2 separate regions of the Ovis aries genome follow, and region 1 is linked to region 2. A link is a contact called in public Hi-C data. All regions are on one chromosome and are shown on one strand. Each heading gives the region's core, a stretch centred on a gene start, on an enhancer-like site or on the middle of the called end of the contact. The rest is flanking DNA. Distances are from core to core; before and after follow the strand shown.

Region 1 (3,255 bases), core at 187-2,686, 270 kb before region 2:
CATAAAGATGACTGACAAATGGATAGGCATTCTTTGCAGTTCCCAAACAAAATAATAATACAATCAGAACTATTTGAGTTTCTAGATAACAAGTAATGTAATAATAATCACAAACACTTATATAGAAACAATTATTCTTCTAAATCTCTTTATGTATATACCTTATTTGGTATTCACATATACCATTTAGAGGTTCATACTATTAATATCATCATTTTAATCTTACAGATGATGAAACTGAGGCCCAGAGAGTTGCCCAGGGATCACAGCTAATAGCTGCAATAGCCTGTGGATGAAAGCAAGGCCATCTGGTTCAAGGTCAATGTTTTCAACTACTAAATCACACTGAACATGAGTTGAAAAACCATAACTTAGCAAATCCAAAAATTCAGGAGTTAAATGAAAAAATGAGAATTAGAGATATAATTAAAGAAAAACTGAAGTGTTGGAAGAAATGGAGATAATGACAATAGGGGGCATTTACAGACATACTGACAAAGTGTGTGTTGAAGCAGAACTAAGGGGTGATCTGCAGCTACGAGGCAGTCCCCCCTCCCTTTGCGGCCTTGCCCACCACTCTGCCCGCCTCCTCCCCCTTGACTGCCTGCATTCAGAGGCTAGTCTCCTGCCTCCACCAGTTTTAATTACTGCACTCTTCCTGATCAGAGCGAGATTCATCCCAACCTCTCTTTGAGCTAAACATTGTGCAGAGTCCTCTCAGCTTCTGTTTTCTGGGAGTCCAGTTGTAATTGAATTAACTCATGTTTTGAGAGCCCAGTGTGTGTCATCAGTGACTGAGGACTCCTGTCCCCCACCTTCCCATCAGTAGCTGGACATTCACCATCTGATCATATCTGATGAATATACTGCAATTGAGATCTCTTTGGGTTGTGTTATTATTCACAGTATTGAAACTTTAGTTCACAGAAATTCACAAAAAAGTAACTTTATGTGCTTGTAAGAAATGATAGGCCTGGCTGAAATAATTTCTTCAACTCCTTAATGGTCATCATTTCTTCTTGGTTCAGGGACTGGTCAAGGATCTTTAGTATAAGTGTGCCCTCCCCCCAGAAAAATTCAGTATCCCAAAGCTCCGCACATGAGAGGGATTTGTGAAAAAGGCTACTCTCAGAGGTCATCATATAGGAGTCAATGAACTTATTCTGTCTCCAGACAAAAACAGCAGCACCCCTCTGCTGGAAGCTGTCTCAGGGTCCTGAAGGTGAAGGATTACAAGTTGCAGGGCTGAGCTTCAAGACTTCGGGAGATGACTCCACAACCTGCCACTTTTCAGGCAGCCTCTCTAGACCTAAGTGGCTGGATACACCCAGCAAGAAATACAAAGAGAAAAGCAATTCCTCCCACCTCCACAGGAGGAAGAATGAGGAGTGGCTTGAACTTTGGTCCATAGAACAGAAAACCTCCAGCACCTACTGCTGCCAAATACAGTGTACTTGGGCCTAGACTCTCAATGGCAGGGACAGCCCTGAAGCACCTTCCAGTGCTGGGCCCAGGAGCTCGCAGATGTCCTCCTGATAAAGCACTAAGCTGCAGTGAGAGCTCCGGGAAAAGACCAGGAGCAGCATGGAACGTCTGTATCTTCAGTTTGGAGTTTCAATTTGATACACAGAAGTCTAAGGACACTTAGAGTTATTAGGGTGGGGATAACATGTTTCGTCTGGATCTTCTCCAAGCACAATGAAGAAAACCAGTCCATTCAAACAGACATTCACTTATTGATAAACATTACAGGCCTGATATGGGTATTGCTTAAATAATTTCTATTCAGTGAAACTATTCTCAACCGACACAAAAGGGAAAAAAGCCACCAGCTGTAAGAATCCAGACTTCAGTTGCTGGAAGCAGAGGGCTTTGTTCATCCTACATGGCATGAGAGGAACCAGGGAGGAGAGCAGGGCTAAGTGTAACCCCAACCAAATACTAGCTGGGATTTCTCGTGTGTGGACTCCTAATTTTATATAAAAATGCAAAAAATGTAGAAAAGCCAAAACAGTTTTGAAAAAGAAGTTGGGAAGATTTATGCCACTTGGCTTCAAGGTATTAATATAATTTGAGATGGATCATAGACCTCAGTGGAAAACCATGACCATAAACCCTCTAAAAGGAAATACAGCAGAATAGTTTCATAGCCGTGGGATAGAGAAGGATTTCTTGGACAGAACACAAGAAGCATGAACCATAAAATAATTATTCTGTTAGGTTTTATCAGAATTAGCTGCTGCTGCTGCTAAGTTGCATCAGTCGTGTCTGACTCTGTGCAGCCACATAGATGGCAGCCCACCAGGCTCCTCTGTCCCTGGGATTCTTCAGGCAAGAATACTGGATTGGGTTGCCATTTCCTTCTCCAATAGAAGTCTGCTAATCAAAGCACCATTCAAAAATTAAAAGACAAGCCACAAGACAAGGCTGAGAGAAAATATTTGCAAAACCTGTAGCAACAAAGAACTTGCATGAGACTATATAAAGAATACCTAGAAATCCACAAAAAGCCCAATATTTAAAAATAACCAAAAAACTTGAACTATTGAACAGATACTTCAGAAAAGAACAGTAGTTTAATAAACTTATAAAAAAGTGCTCAGTATTTTCAGTCAATGGAGAAATGCAAATTAAAACCACAGTGATATCTCATTTCACAGAAATGATAAAATCAATGGCTAAAAAAATGACTACACCAAATGCTGACAAGGATGTAACTCTGTTGGAACTCTCATACATTGCTGGTAGGAGTATAAAATGTACAGCCACCTTGAAGATCTGCCTGGCGGTTGGTTATATAATTAAATTTACATCTTACCCTATGACCAAACAGTTCTACTCAGGCATTTATCCAAGAGAAATTAAAGCATGTTCACAAAAAGATTCAAACAAGAGTGTTAATAGTCCGGTTCATAATAGCCCCAAATGGGAGCCAAACTAAATGTCCATAACGGTAAAATGACTAATGTTTCTACAAAAGAAGCAGATTTTATATTTTTTAGACAATTTGTGAGGAATTGACAGGACAAACTTAGGCTTTGCTTGTTGTTGTTTAATTGATAAGTCGTGTCCGACTCTTTGTGACCCCATGGACTATAGCCTGCCAGGCTTTTCTGTCCATGGGATCTCCCAGGCAAGAATACTGGAGTTGGTTGCTATCTCCTTTTCCAAGACTTTGTTTATTTAGTGCTTAATTAGTGAAGAATCTAAACAGATTTGGGGCTTGGCTTAGTGAGTTAAAGAGGTAAAAGGGTT
Region 2 (3,265 bases), core at 516-3,015:
ACCCACTCTTAGATTCTTTTCTTATACAGGTTAAGACAGAATACTGAGTCGAGTTCCCTGTGCTCTATAGCAGGCCCCTATTAGTCATGTTTTACGTATGTTGTATTGCGTATTTGTTGATCCCCCTACACGTCTCCTAATTTATCACTCTCTGCCAACCTCCTCCTTCCTTTGATAACCATAGGTTCATTCTCTGCATCTGTGACTATTTTTGTTTTGTAAATAAGTTCATTTGTACCATCTTTTTAGATTCCGCATATGAGTGATACCATATCATATTTGTCTTCCTTTGACTTGCATCACTTAGTATGAGAATCTCTCAGTCCTTTTATGTTCCTGCAAATGGCATTATTTTATTCTTTTTGATGTGATGGTTAACAAAATTGTTTCCTTAATGTCTCCCTCCCTCTGTTCTTTCATCATTAGTGTATAGGAATGTAAGAGATTTCTGTATTAATTTTGTATCCTGCAACTTTACTGACTTTACTGATACTCTAACAGTTTCCTGGTACTATCTTTACGATTTTCTACATATAATATCCTGTCATCTGCAAACAGGGACAGTTTTTTTACAGTTTGAATTCCTTTTTTCTTCTCTGACTGCTGTGGTGAGGACTTCCAAAACTATGTTGTATGAGTGGCAAGACATCCTTGTCTTGTTCCTGGTCTCAGAGGAAACGCTCAGCTTTTCACCACTGAGAATGCCGTTAGCTGTGCATTTTTGGTAATGTCCTTTATCGTGTTTAGGTAGGTTCCCTAACGCCCGCTTTCTGGAGAGTTTTTATTGGGAGTGGATGTTGCAGTTTTCCAGAAGCTCGCTGCGGGCTTCTCGCTGCTGGGGCTCCTCTGGTTGCAGAGCGTGGGCTCCGGGGCCATGGGCTTATTAGTCGTGGTATGTGAGCTTAGTTGTCCTGCAGCATGTGGAATCTTCCTGGACCAGGGACTGAACCCGTGTCCCCTGCATTGCCAGGCGGATTCTTAGCCACTGGACCGCCAGGGAAGTCCAGTCTCTAGACCTGCAGTTCTATCCGGATTTTCTCTTTCTTCTTGAGTCAGTTTTGGTAGCTTGGGTAGTCCTAGGAATTTGCTCATTTCATCTATTTGTTGACATGCAGTTCATAGTATTCTTTTATGATCCTTTGCATTTCTGGGAAGTTGGTACTTGAGGGGATGTATATTTTGAGGGGTCATTCTCAGTGTCCTAGATCACCTAACCGATTTGATTTCAGGGGTCCCAGAGAGAACAATCACACGTGATGAGTTTTCCCGTTGGGCGTTCCTCTTGGCTCTTCAGCCCCATCCTTCTCAGCCTCAGGACAAAGGTGGCAGTGCCAGACCCAGGCCAAGGCATGGGAGCCGCCAAAGTCGGGTGCCTAGAACTGGATCAGTCTTTACCGAGTGCTCAGTGTGGAGCAGGCCTTACTCCTCACAGCAGCCCTGGCACCTGCCACCCATCACTGTTCCCATTTTACCAATAAGACAGCCTCGGGGACATAAGGTACTTGCCCAAGGTCACAAAACCAGTGTGGACCTATTTGAAATCAGGTCTGCTATCTGTGCATATTTCAGCAACTATGCTACACAGCCTCTTCCCTTCCCAAGGGACAGCTCCCTAGAACGGGGAACAGCTCCTAGAGAACTTAAGCTCCAGCTTATCCCTCCCTCCCTCCTCCTCCAAACGTTTGATAGAGTGGAGCCCCCTCCGTGCCTATACCAGAGTCTCCATCCACTGCTGAGAAAGCAGCAAAACCTGCCACACAGTGTCCAGTACCAGGGAAGAAGCACCGTGCAGAGCGTGCATGAGCAGGGCAAGCCAGCAGAGGATGTGCGTGTACTGAGCTGTCACATTTGAAAAATAATTTCCGGAAAGATCCAGAGACACTGGTGGTAGTCGTTCCCTTGGAGAGGTGCGGGTTGGGGTGGGTTAGAGGTCAGGGGGGTGGGGCTGCTGTTTAGAGCTGGACTTAGGTCTCACTGTAGGCGGTGTTGTGCTTGCTTTATACTCATGGGTGGAACACACACACACTTTTAAGTGCTCAGCCTATAGACGGGCAGGGGCAGGCTCAGTGCGTTCTCCCCAGTCTGACTCATGACAGGAGGCAGGACCACCCGGGGGGCTCAAGGCAGTGGAATCTCACAGACCAAGGACTCCCAGCTCTGTGATCCTGGCAGAATGATTCAACCCCTCCGAATCTCAGACTCCTCATTTACATAGTGGGAGTAAGGATAATACCTACCTCAGAGGGTTGTGGCAAGGATTAGAGAGAGCGCACTTGACGAGCAGAAGGCCTCCCTGACAGACTGAGAAAGTTTTTAATTAATCCTGTCGTTGAATTATTTATAGTCTCATTACCTCACCACCATTGATCACCAGCCCAGTCTTCCCAGAGGAGGTTCAAACCAACTCTAGTTTGTCAGAGGGTGGGGCGACAGTGTCCCCTGGTGGACACGGTCTGAACTGTGCCAGATAAATTTGACCCATTAGAGAAAACGCAGGGGTCAAAATTCAGCTTTATTTCTTCCCTTTTACCCATCAATATTTCAGCATGTACTACTTAAAAACAAAGATATACTCTTACATAACAGTATAATAAATAGTATTATCCAGTCCACACAAAAAATATTCACATTTTGCCAACTGTTAGTATGGTGTTCTTTACAAGTAACTCTTTTCCTAGTCTAGGAACTCTCCTGGATTATAAATGATGGTTGATTTGCCAAGGCTCTTTAGTATCTTTAGCATCCTTTAATCTCCTTGAACCATTTCTTAGCCTTTCTTGACCTTCCATGACCTCAACCATTTTGAGAGTTCAGGCCAGTTATTTTGCAAAAATGTCCCTCAATACGGATGTGCAGCTGCTGCTTCTTGGGTAGATTCACGTTATGAATTTCACAGGTGCTAGGCTGGGTTTGTCCCAACACTGATGTTCACTCCAACTCCCTAGTGTGAGCATGTGGAGCCGAGTCACCCACAGTCACACAGCGAGTCAGGATCCCCAGGTCAGGAGCCTGACAGGTGCTCAGGATTCCTGCAGCAAGGCAAGAATTCCCCCCACAGCCAGGGCCGCCTCTGGCCCTGCGTGTTGGGTGCCTGTGGGCTGGGAGAGCAGCAGGGCTGTTTTTACGGTGAGCATCCCACAACAGTCCTGCTCTCTGGACTTCATTTTCTGCTTTGCCCATTTCTGTTTCTTAAAGTCCCCTTTATGACATTTTCATTCCACAAATGATACATACATCTCTCTTTTTAGTAGAATACTTGGGACAA

The links. Hi-C and Micro-C count contacts between places; a contact is called where the count stands out from the background.
Region 1: a contact with region 2 is called in a Hi-C map of retroperitoneal adipose tissue, with 4 times the contacts expected there. The contact joins two enhancer-like sites. A contact is called at or near these places in 11 of 16 Hi-C or Micro-C datasets (blood, liver, mesenteric adipose tissue and 5 more).

What each region holds. Positions count from the first base shown.
Region 1 is chr5:59,930,007-59,933,261 of ARS-UI_Ramb_v3.0, reverse strand. No RefSeq gene overlaps it. Among named protein-coding and RNA genes, the nearest start is that of SMIM3, 28 kb to the right of the region's middle. Within about 2 kb of position 1,436, at least 6 of the 54 cell types and tissues checked have an H3K27ac peak or open chromatin away from gene starts, as enhancers often do.
Region 2 is chr5:59,665,146-59,668,410 of ARS-UI_Ramb_v3.0, reverse strand. No RefSeq gene overlaps it. Among named protein-coding and RNA genes, the nearest start is that of SYNPO, 72 kb to the left of the region's middle. Within about 2 kb of position 1,765, at least 30 of the 54 cell types and tissues checked have an H3K27ac peak or open chromatin away from gene starts, as enhancers often do.